Linked DNA regions of Drosophila melanogaster: region 2 is linked to region 1. Evidence: chromatin contacts called from public Hi-C data. All regions are on one chromosome and are shown on one strand. The core of a region is the stretch at or near the end of the contact, and the rest is flanking DNA. Distances in the headings are between cores, read along the strand shown. Region 1 holds the start of cyst (cysts). Region 2 holds the start of CG13078.

Region 1 (5,928 bases), core at 446-2,945:
AAAGTCAGTGTAGATGACACCTGTTTGAATATTATTTCTGAAGCCCTGTATTACGAAGGAAGTTAGCTCCAAAAGGTTATTGGTTGTTTATCTGCGTTTCTGCTGACATGGTGATATAATTGACCTACAAAGGCGCTGCAAATGAGTAGTGATAACATTTTCAAAAACCTTTGGAATAGCCGACAATTTAGAGATTCCTCTGTAAAATCCATTTCCGACTTAATTTTGAATGCATTTTTGTTTAGTATTATTTTAAACTTTCAACACCTAAACACTTTTGTCTAAATAATTAAATAATATTGGCAAATTTACCTAATCAACAGGGCCAGCCATGTTGCAGGTATACAAATATCTGAACTACTATTGCATTGCACACTTATGGCTTTGCCAACCCACCCCCGAAACCTTAGTGCATATCTACCTCCAGTGCTGTTCCTGGCCGACCTTCGTCGCTGCTCGGTGACGCGAATGGTTTCCTGCTCCTCGCTGTCCAGGCTGGATAGGCTGACGCTCTTGTTGGTGCAGTCGCCAGCGCCGCTGCCATCGTCCACGGCTGTCCAGGATTTCCGGCGGTCTGTGTGAAGAAACTGGCACTGCTGCGGTGCCGTGGAAGACCACATGGCGTAGTTGGAGCCACCGGACGCGGGACCCGTGCCCGTCCCCGTAAGATCGGGCAGCGAAGTACTCAGTATAGCTGCGCTGAGCAGTCCATGATTGGCCAAGCTGCCGTCCTGCATGTGCTGGCTAGGCGAGGAGGAGTTCTTCATCTGGACGACCGTTTCGCGGATGTTCTGCAGCTGGCTCAGCGTGTCCTCGAATATGTTGTTGTACTTGGAGGCCAGGGCGGGACTGTGTGGCGTCACATTTATGGTGGGTATCATGTTGTTGTTATTGATGGTGTTGCTGGCAGGATTAGATGCTGGTGGCGGAGCAATGGGGGCGCGCGCTGGACCAGGAACGGGTGCGTTTATTACGGGTATGCAATAGTTCTGGCTTTCGATGGAGGCGCCTCGGTTGGTAGAGCCACCATTAACCAGCGCTTCCGAGGACTCGCTGCAGTTGGAGTTCAGAAAATCGGTGACCACATCATTGTCGCTGTCCTCGCCCGCGTTGTCCATAATAGGGTCTACTGAATTCTCTGCGTTTTGGGCCAATTTCCTTTGTTTAGCGACTGTGTTCTATTTTACAGCTGGCTGCCTAGAAAAAGAAAGTTTCAGTATACAACGCACACACACTCAACCGCGACGGGCACCATACATGCATATATGTGTGTACATACGTACATATACACTTGTGTATGCACTTGCTTTTTGCTATTTATTGATTTTCCCGCCACCCCCGAAAACACCTTGTTGCGCGACGTAAATTGTTGCGCCTTTTTCGAAGGACGTCACTTGTCCTTGCACCAACAACAACCACAATAACAGCAGCCACACAACAGCAGTGGAAGCAACAACAGCAACAACAACGGCAGCTCAGCAGCATCAACAGCAGTGCGTGGGCGAGGGGAATGCGTGAGTTTTAAACGATAAATTCGAACGGGTGCTTCGCGTGCGGGAAAGGGAATACTGGCCGTTGCACTTAACCGAAAACTAAACGGAATCTTAAGCTAGTGAGATTTCTGCCAGCGTTTTAAAATTTAAATGCGATTCGAGCTGGGGTTGGAACTTATATCGATGCTTACCCGATACTATCGCCAGCAGTCGGGCAGTGTGACCATGACGGCGGCACACTTTACATTTAACAGCGCTGTCGCTAACATAACCAGTGCTGAAAAGAAGCGCCCAACCATTCCGATTCCGATTAACAACACTACATTTGAATTCAAATTTAATCCTAACTATGTAACGGAAATCAAAATATAATTAAAACAGAAGAACTTTTGTCTTTATTCGACGAACATTTATTGAAAGTAAAATGATGGCCGTGCGATACAGTACAGGGCTACAGTTACGCTACAGTTACAATTGAATCGCAAGAATGGCGTTACTAGTTGGTAAACGCGTGACTGTGCGCCTGGAATGTGCATTAGTTAGTAGGTAGTAATATGTATTAGTATCACTCTGAAGCAACCGGCAATCCGAATCGCTCTAGCCCATGGTGGTGGCCAGGTGCTTGTTGGTGGCCACGGATCCGGATCCTCCGCCGCCGCCTCCTCCTCCTCCTCCTCCTCCGCCGACAGGACCCTCGTTTGTCACGCACGTGGGAATGGCACTGGACCACTTGCCGTTCTTAAGGCACTTGAGCACCTTGGAGCCGCGCAGATCCAGTCCGGCATCGCAAGTGAACGTGATGCTCTCGCCGATGGCGTAGTAGAACTTGACGGAGGACATCCTGCCGCTGATGACGGTGCCCGGATACGAGCAGGCCTGCACGCACTTGGGCAGCCCGCCAGACCACCTGGCATTATCCTGGCAGGCAATGATCGGCTGGCCCTGCATCATGTACTCGGGATTGCAATTGAACTGGACCACGTCGCCGGCACGATAAGGTGCTGAGCCCTGGGCGTAACCATTTTGCGGCGCCCCCGGATTGTCGCACTGCACCTCGACGCAGGTGGGCAGCGGCGCTGACCACTCGCCCGTCGGATTGCAGATCGCCTCCGCCGGACCACGCAGCCCGTAACCGGAGGCGCACGAGAAGGCCGCCCGGCCGCCCACCTCGCGCGACAGCACGGACACACGGGGCGAGCTCGCGTTGCTGCCCATTCCCAGCGGGATGTCGCCGCACTCGACGCTCTCGCAGACCGGCAACGGTGCGCTCCAATTGCCACTCGGTAGGCAGAACAGCTCCGAGGCGCCAATCAAGGAGTTCCCGTTAGCGCAGGACAGCAGCGCCCGCGTGCTCAGCTTAGTATCGTTGGTGTTCACGATCAGGCCGCGTCGCATCGGTATCTCCGGGCAGTTGATGGCCCGCACCACCACCTCCACGGTGTGCTCATGCCGAGCTGGGGTCATGCACGAATAGAACCCGGAGTCGTCGCTGGCCGCATCCACAATGCTCAGCCGGTATTCCAGTGTAGAGTCGCGGCCCTCATCCGCTTCGGTTACCCAGCCCTCTGTGTAGTTCCTGCAAGACGCAGAGATTCATTAGTGGAGTTTACCACATGGAGGACGGTTTCCCAAAGGTATCTCCCATTAACCAGGTTCAAATATGTTTAGATTGTTTTGAGTACCTATAAAATAAAAGGTGTAGATAAGAGAAGGGCTATTCCAAGAGATTCCCAGAACCAGACCCTGCTGATCATTGCCTTTTATAGTATAAATAACCCTTAAAGAAATAAAAATAAATGTTTATAAGAAATCCCTAAAGTCAAACGATCTAATGATCAATTCAAATACCTAATTGCTGCTTTTAAAAATTTAACCTATAGTCCAATAACGAGATACACCATACACATTAATTTGAAGTTCAGACGCAAATAATTTATGAACATACCCCTTGCTGAAATTAATTAGCAACTTTAAAGTTATTTTAGCGTGCCTAACCACCCGATACCCACTTGTGCGTGTGACTGACGTTCCACTTGGGATTCCCGAAGCGACGCATCCACAGGCACTCCATGTGCAGAGTGGTTCCCGGATAGACAATCAGCTTGCCATCGTTGCTCTGGGCGATGGGTCCGTTCTGGTGGCGGAAGAGGATGGTCGGTGCCTTCTCCACTGGATTTGAGCTCAAGTCAGATTAACTATCCCGCACTCGGATATTGGATACCTACTCGCATAGTCGTTCTCCTGGTTTAGGCCGGAACATACGGGCTTGGTGTTGGTCCATTCCGAGTGGATGCAGGTCCTCTCGTGGCTGCCCATGAACGAGAACTTTCCGATGTCCATACATCTGAGAGTAAGTATAAGTAAGTATCACAATTGAACAAAGTCTGTTTATGCTCAATGCCTCACCTCGATATGATGGTGGCTCCTGGGGGAAAGTCCACCACGTCTTCTCGGATCTCCAGGTCGTTGTAGAAACTAACCACATTAGCCTCATTGTTTCTGAACACACACGTTCCGTTTTCTAAAAAGATTAGGGATTAGGGATAATTAAAGAGGTGCTTTTCCATGCTATCTATGTATCATACGGACTGACATATGAATGGACATAATTTGAGTAATAATTTAGTTTGCTACTCTAATGTAATTTAGCTTTATTTAAAACTCACCACAATTATAGGATCGCCCTATCCACAGTCCATTGTCGCATATGATGCGCCACGTTTGCCGATCCCCAGCCGCATTTGGGATGCAGTTAAAGAAGATCTCCGTGCCGCTCTCGTAGGCGCCATCCAGCTCTGGATGATCGGCATTCCTTCGAAGATTAAGGACTAATAACAGATCATGACTCTGAGAAACTGCCACTCACTTGTAGACCAGGGCGCCATCCGTTAACATGGGCGGACCGCACATCTTCATGTCGTCGTGCTCATCGGTGCCGTTGTCGTGGTGATCGTGATCGTTGTCCAGTTCGTTGTGCTCCACTTTGGGGTGTGGAGTGGGCGTGGCATGCTCCAGTTCCTCGCGTGACTTTCTTAATCCGGACTCACATGGTATACTGGGTGGAGTGAGGATGCCCTTGTGGCAGGACATCTCTATGGGATTGGCGTTAGTGGAGAGTTCGCAGCGAACGCTTACACTGCTCCCGTGTCCAATGGTCAATCCTGCCCGGTAGCCTCCCTAAAAAGAGGTGATTACTGGTTTTTGAGATTCTGTGAGGCATGCTAGTGAACCTTACATCATAAATGACTCCTGGAATATTGGGCAGCGTGCAGGGCACCGATGTGCACTCAGAGAAGGCATTCACCGACCAAGATCCATGGGCACAACGGAGCTGAGCTGAACCCTAGAAATTCGGAGGTGTTAGTGATGATTCAATATATAGAAGATGAATGGATTTATTTAATCAATATCCCACCTGTATATTGAACCCATCCTCGCACTCCAGGGTGATGAACTCGTTGGACTGGATCTCCTCGTAGGTGGAGAGCGGGGTCAATGAAGGTTTGTCGCTCAGCTGTTTGGTGTGGGGCTCCACCTTGTAGTACTGACCGTGCTCCACGGCGGGAACCAGGCACGGAGCGGATAGGCACTTGGGCGTCTCCGGCTTCCAAATGCCTCGGATGCATCGCGCCGTGGCGTTTTCACCCTTAATATTCAGCTTGAATCCGGCATTGCACTCCAGATGCAGCATGATGCCTACGGCATTTCTGCCTGGAACCTTGCCAGGACGAACCGTGGTCACGTTGGCGAAGGAATCCCACTCGAGTTCCTCGCAGGGTCCTCGCAATCGTTTGCCTCCACCTCCCTTTCCGGCCTCTCCTCCATCACTGATGTCCACCTCAGCATCCGGAATAGTTGCTCCCGACGGAGGAGGCGACTGTCCAATGCTGGAGCTCCTTCTGCGCCTCCGACGGACAATCTGTGATTTCAGTTGTTCAATATAGGATCGGGTGGCATTCAAGTGCAGGCTACGCGATGCTATAGGCGGGGATCCGTTGGATAGCAGCTCTTCCTTGGGAGTTCTGTTTACATGAACCTGGTGGTTTCGCGATGCCTGGTTAATGTTGGGCAGCGCAACCACTCCAGATCCGACTACTCCACCTGATCCAATGCCACCGCTCCCAAGGTAATTGTTTCCATTCTCGAATTCCCTAAAGTTGGACTTGCCCCGCATGGTGACCTGTCCTCCATCGTGGGTATTCAGATTGTTTCCCACTCTACCCACTGCATCTTGGGAGTGGAGCCTCTGGTAGATCCGGTCACGACCTAGCATTTTGCGGACATAGCGCTGATATCGCTCTTTGATCTTTTGGTAGTACTTGGAGTAGGCCCGGTCGACGTCGGAGGCATAGGGTTGTGAGTTCGGGTGGGGACTGGCGCTTCGCTTAACCCGATGAACCGATGGCTGGACAGGATCGGCTACTAAAAGGGAATA
Region 2 (5,702 bases), core at 766-3,265, 55 kb after region 1:
GCTTAGCCGCCAGCATAAAGACGGAAGTTTCACGGAGGATTTCAAATACTTCTCAAGATCCGGCAGTACTCTCTTCTTAACATCCAGTGTCCTGTTGGCTCTCCAGAAACAAGCCAAACCCAATACGATAGCCATAAACAAGTCGGTTAATTTCCTTAGATCGATGAAACAGATGAAACATTGACATTGGCCAAATCGATGGCCATATACGCATCGCAGGCTCCGGAATCTGATCAACTTGTGTCGCAACTTAGATCCGTGGCAATGCAGGAAAATGATCAAATTTGGTGGGCAGAGGATGTGCGGAACGGAAGTCCTCAGGATGTGGAGATCACCTTATATGCCCTGCTCCTCATGGCTTCGAAAGTAGATAGGCCAGAGTCAGCAATCAGCACCGTTCGATGGTTTTTAGACCAGAGAAATATTCATGGAGAATTCGAGTCCAGCCAGAAGACAGTTGTTGGCCTCACAGCCCTGATTGAGTATGCTGAAAAGTGGGACTACAATCCAACGGCTTGGGAAGTGAGCATCAGCAACGAAGACATATCCGAAAAATTGGTGGCATTCAATCTGTTGACCCAGCCGATTAACTTCCATCAGGACACCAAACGACTGGAGGTTCGGACACAAGGGAACTGGGGAGCTCTCATCCAGATATGTTATGGTTACGAAGTCAAGGAGAAGGTGAAGGAGTAAAATCCAAGCTTCGGTATTCAGACTACGCTCAAGTCCGGCAGTTTGTCATCGAAAATGGAGGCAGTCGTGTGCGTGGAGTTCGTGGAGAGGAGCACAAATGCCTCGAATATGGCCGTTTTGGAGGTGTCCTTGATCTCTGGATACAGCTCGGATAAATCGAGCTTCAAGAGAATTCGGGATGTCGAAGGAGTTGGGGTGAGTTTGCAACTCTTTGAATGATAATATAACCCCGTCAAATTATCCATTTTTCACGCAGTCCGTGGATACCAAGAATGAAGACTCCGTGGTCATTGTCCACTTCGAAAGTCTGGCCAAGAATGAAAGCAAATGCATTCCCGTCGAGGCGTACATAACACATGAAGTGACCAATTTTAAGCCTTCCAGTTTAGTTATCTATGATAATTATGGCCGGAAGGCAACCGAATATTATCAATATTAAAATTGGAGCTCGACGACTTTAAAGGCACTTAAAGTTCCAGTCTTGAGTCCACAGCCTCGTAAATCAAGCCGTGTCATATTAATCAGGGCACCACGCTTCCAATAGCCCGCATTTTTATGGTACTACTCAAAGTCAAATCCAATATACCTTAATCACCTTCAATGTCAGATCGCCGATATGAAACCGCTGAGTCAGCAAAAAGTATTTGTAAACATTGCGCTAGCTAATTTGATCAAAATGAGTATGGTTTATCACAACCACAGTGCTTAAGGCGCGTGGATGGTTCAGAATCTATCTGTTTCGGTCTTAGTGACTTATTGACTGGCTAAGGTTCAACTTGCCTGCTCAGACATTTGGCCCAAAGACATCAACAATGTTTCTATATTTTCAAGTAGGTGGTAACTTTTATCTGGTACGTGCGATTTTGCATTCCGATAAGGCGCTGCTGACTTGCGATCCGACAGGAGGACTACATGAGTATTATGTATATTATCAATAAGTGGATCGCGAGTGGGCGAGCACTCGAGTGACGAGAGTCTAATTAATATTAATAACCCCTCTAAATTTAGACCCCGGCTCATGACGTTTTCGTGGAATGTTCAACGTGAGTGCGATCGCATATTCGAGCGCCCGTGAATGGTAATCCTGTTTTACTTCGGTGCCGAAAGCCCCGGCATCGATGCGTGAATGAATGGATGTCGATAAGGTCGATTAGATCTCCTCGCCGACGATACTGCGAACGTGTACATGCAGCCCCGACCACTCAATAATATTGTATAATCCTTTAAGTCAACTGCATTAGAATGGGGCACCCAAAATGTTTCGCTGATAACTCGATAGCAAACAAATTGTATGTCAGTCTAGTGAAAGTCACAAAGCCATTGTGAAGGCAATAAAAACCTCAGTTGCGCATAGTGGCTTGTAATAGCTAATGCACGGCGGATCGATAGTCGAAAAAGGTAGTTCACATAAGGAAGAATCCTTAAAAATCCTTTGAATTTTGAAACAAAAGGCTCTATTCATTTATTTATTGGAAAACGATTAATAAGAATCCTTAAAAAGGATATTTAAGCGATTCCTGGCAACTACAATAGGAATTTAAAGGTTGCATCTTTTCCTAGAATTTATATGAAACTAGGTTAAAAACATACAACTTTTGTGAAATTAAACTACAATAACAGTGTTTGTGAAATTAAAATTAAAATTTCCAATTTCTTGAAATTTCAATTACCAATTTCTTGAAATTGCAATTACAATTTCTGTGAAACAATTCTAAAGCAACGCCACAATGAGCGATGACAAAACAAAACCAACCTCAGTGCTCCAGCATATAGAATCGGCGCTATATGTGATCAACCAGCTGTGCATAGGATTCGTCACCATTTGGATCAGCTGGACCTGCTTGCGCCAGGACCTCTCGGGCATTCGCCTGCATGCCTGGCTGGTTACCTTCGGTTTTGTGTTCCTGATGGCCGAGGGAATGATGTGCTTCTACGACGGCAGTTGGCTAACTGTGCGTTACTCCCGGAATTACAAGACTGCCTTTCACGTGGTCCTTCAGATCCTTGGGGGAGGCATGGGCGTGGCCGGCTGTTTGATTCAACTAATACGTGACGATTGGTCAATCAGCGTCACGTTACATGCCCGCCTGGGTTTCGCCGCCTTCGTCCTGTGTCTGATCTCATTGCTGAGTGGACTGGTCGCCTTCCTGGCGAGATGCCTGAGCAGGACCATCTCACCCTTGGTCAACAAGACCTTCCATGTGGTCCTCAGCTTCACCGCCTTCGTGATCGCCATGATGGCGCAGTTTTACGGATACACACAGACTGGAATTTTCAGGGGACAAGGACAGGATTTCGTTGTCCTCATGCAGGTCGTCACTATGGTCCTAATGGTCCTAACCAGCATTGGCGCCATTAAGTCGCTCTACCAGAAGATTGGTAGCCTGGCCAGTTAGGAACGCCTGTCGATTATCCCTAATCCTGTATATCTATAGTGCACTTAAGCTAAGCTAGACTATTTGCTATTTATATATTAAACTAATGTTATCATAAGGATAAATCAAATGACTAAGAAAAAAATAAAAAATGACTACGACTTATTTACATTAAAATATATCGTTTTTTTGGGTTTTTCTCTAAGTTCCAAAAAAAGAATGTGTTTCACAATTTAACTAAAACAAACGACCGTGTTACTGTCAAAAAATAAAATATGTCAAGCAAGAATTGCTTTTATCAGTTAAATAAATATTAAATATTTGGTTTTCTTCTTGCAAAGAGAAGGGGGGCTTACGTAGCACCTTAAAGTATAAAAACGTAATTGCAAAAGATAACTACGCATACGCTCACTTGCAAAAGATAAATGTTATGGCACCCAAATAAGCAATTTAGGTATGCAACGTATTTTGAGGGGTTGGCAATCCGTCCAATTCTAAAGCTTTCTTTATGGGTTTTTTTATGGAATAAAAAAGAAACTCTCAATAAAAAGCAACGTACTTTTAGGAACCAACGCAGTACCAAATATTGCACATTGACTTAGATATATATAGATATTTTAGAGCTAAACGGCCATCACTGTTGCATTAAATTTTAGTTTAGTGTTGATAAGTGCAAATTGAAACGAATACCTATCGCAGCAAGACTTTGCGCGGCATCGCAAATTTGAAAATGGCATACGAGCGAAGGTCTAGTTGCGGTTTTGGCTGCACTTTGATAGCTTCCCGGAGCGTAAACCGATATGAATAGGAATGGCGAGTTAAATAATCTTGTGGTCAAGTCCAGTCAACTTGTAAATGACGCTGCAAGAATGGCTTCGCCAGTTGCTCATAAACATTCGACCAAATGGTTTGATTAACCAAGTTCATTGAGCGTATCGTATCGGTCGAATTCTAAAACTTTAATTGCTGTCGTAGCTTGAGCACACGACTGGTTTTGCCAATAATAAAAAATTTGCCGCAATTTGTCTGTGAAAAGTGGCAGGCATTATTATCAGTCGACAAATGTATGAATGTTAACACGAAAATAACATTATTCCAGCGCGCACTGATAAAGGCCGGCAAGCGAAAAACTGAAAACTGAAACTACACAATGTCCGAGAGTAAGCAGCCAGTGCTTAGTAGAACTCAGACATCCGCCGACTACGGCAGCACGCTCCGGACGGATACGCCACGCCGACCCACATTTATTCCGATCGAATCCCCGCGTCGCTATTCGAAAATGGCCCACGGTTCCCTGTCCGGCCACGAGGCCGAGAATCGCCTCCAGAGACTGGAGTACTTCCTTAACGTTCTCAACCAGATGTGCATTGGATTTATCACCATCTATATTTCCTATCTCACGCTGCGAACGGGGCTCTCGGGCACGGGTCTGCATGCCTGGCTAGTGACCATCGGGGTAAATAGTTGGGGGATCACCATCACCGTCTAAGCGGGCACTGAAGATCTTCATTCCACACCACAGTTCTCCTTCTTCATGGCCGAGGGCGTCATGATCCACTACGGCGGCAATGTGCTGACAAATGGATACAAGCGCCAGACGAAGACCACCATTCACTGGGTGCTCCTGACTTTGGGAGGCGGTTGCGGGGCAGCTGGTGCTCTTATCAAGATGATTCAAAAGGGGTTTTTGCTGCAATCGACACATGGGAGGCTGGGTGAGTAGAGTACAGACACGCACAATGCCTATTAAATAGCAGCAGATGTCTAATACATTAGAATAAAACAGTGGAATAGAATAGTTCCAAGGATCCATTTCTTGGTGCTTCCCAGTCTAAGCTAGTACTTAATTTGTTATTTGTTGAACAAACGCCCCCATTTTCCATATTTACTTTAGTTTTATCGCTTTCTTACTATCTTTTTAGTAGTACATTTAATGATCACCTAACAGGCAACAAAAATCCTAAAAGGCACTCACTAATAGATTCCCTTCTCGCCAACAGGGATGACCGCCTTCGTACTGTGCATTCTGGCCATGTCCTCGGGACTGGCTGCACTTTTCTCCAGCCGCATCAAGAAGCTAATCACACCATTGCTGAACAAGACGTTCCACAACTTCCTGGGATTCGCGTGCTTTGTGATCGCACTGGTGACCCAGTACTATGGCTACCAGACGGGCTACTTTAAGAGCCGAAGTGAGACGGATTTCCAAATCCTGATGAAGTGCCTCACCCTCATATCGTTGGTCCTGTCGAGCTACGGACCGATGAAGGCACTCTATCAGAAATGCAAAAATATATCGCAACAGTTTTAGATAGGATGAAAAGAATCACTCGAATGTATGTAGATAAATAAATGTAATTTTTTCTAAAACCCCATTTTATCGACCTATCCAACTATACCAACAACGATTCAAAATTTTATACCTGTTTATTGGTACAACGTGTGATCCATAAACATGACTAAGTATTTTTACAATGCCTCATTAGGGAAAACCCGGTTAACCAGCGGTCAGACTTTCATCGTCCGGTACTCCCCCCTGTAAAAGTTATATAACCACCCTTTTGATTGATTTGATTTGATAAGGTCTGAAAAAGTAATGAATTGACTATTAGATACACTGCAATTTGCATT

The links. Hi-C and Micro-C count contacts between places; a contact is called where the count stands out from the background.
Region 2: a contact with region 1 is called in a Hi-C map of the OSC cell line, with 2.0 times the contacts expected there. A contact is called at or near these places in 17 of 107 Hi-C or Micro-C datasets (the Clone 8 cell line, the D17-c3 cell line, the OSC cell line and 6 more).

What each region holds. Positions count from the first base shown.
Region 1 is chr2L:19,507,069-19,512,996 of dm6, forward strand. It overlaps cyst (cysts), which reads right to left and starts at 1,696. Exons shown (of 2, transcript NM_165305.5): 1 at 422-1,696. The coding sequence starts at 1,118. It overlaps Hasp (Hig-anchoring scaffold protein), which reads right to left. Exons shown (of 17, transcript NM_136134.7): 10 at 4,909-5,912; 11 at 4,729-4,836; 12 at 4,360-4,670; 13 at 4,160-4,305; 14 at 3,900-4,014; 15 at 3,719-3,837; 16 at 3,503-3,662; 17 at 1,885-3,069. The coding sequence ends at 2,091.
Region 2 is chr2L:19,561,915-19,567,616 of dm6, forward strand. CG13078 reads left to right here and starts at 2,016. Exons shown (of 2, transcript NM_136145.3): 1 at 2,016-2,094; 2 at 2,414-3,244. The coding sequence starts at 2,424. The coding sequence ends at 3,092. It overlaps CG13077, which reads left to right and starts at 3,949. Exons shown (of 3, transcript NM_136146.3): 1 at 3,949-4,527; 2 at 4,594-4,786; 3 at 5,072-5,445. The coding sequence starts at 4,222. The coding sequence ends at 5,382. It also overlaps the pseudogene Tep5Psi.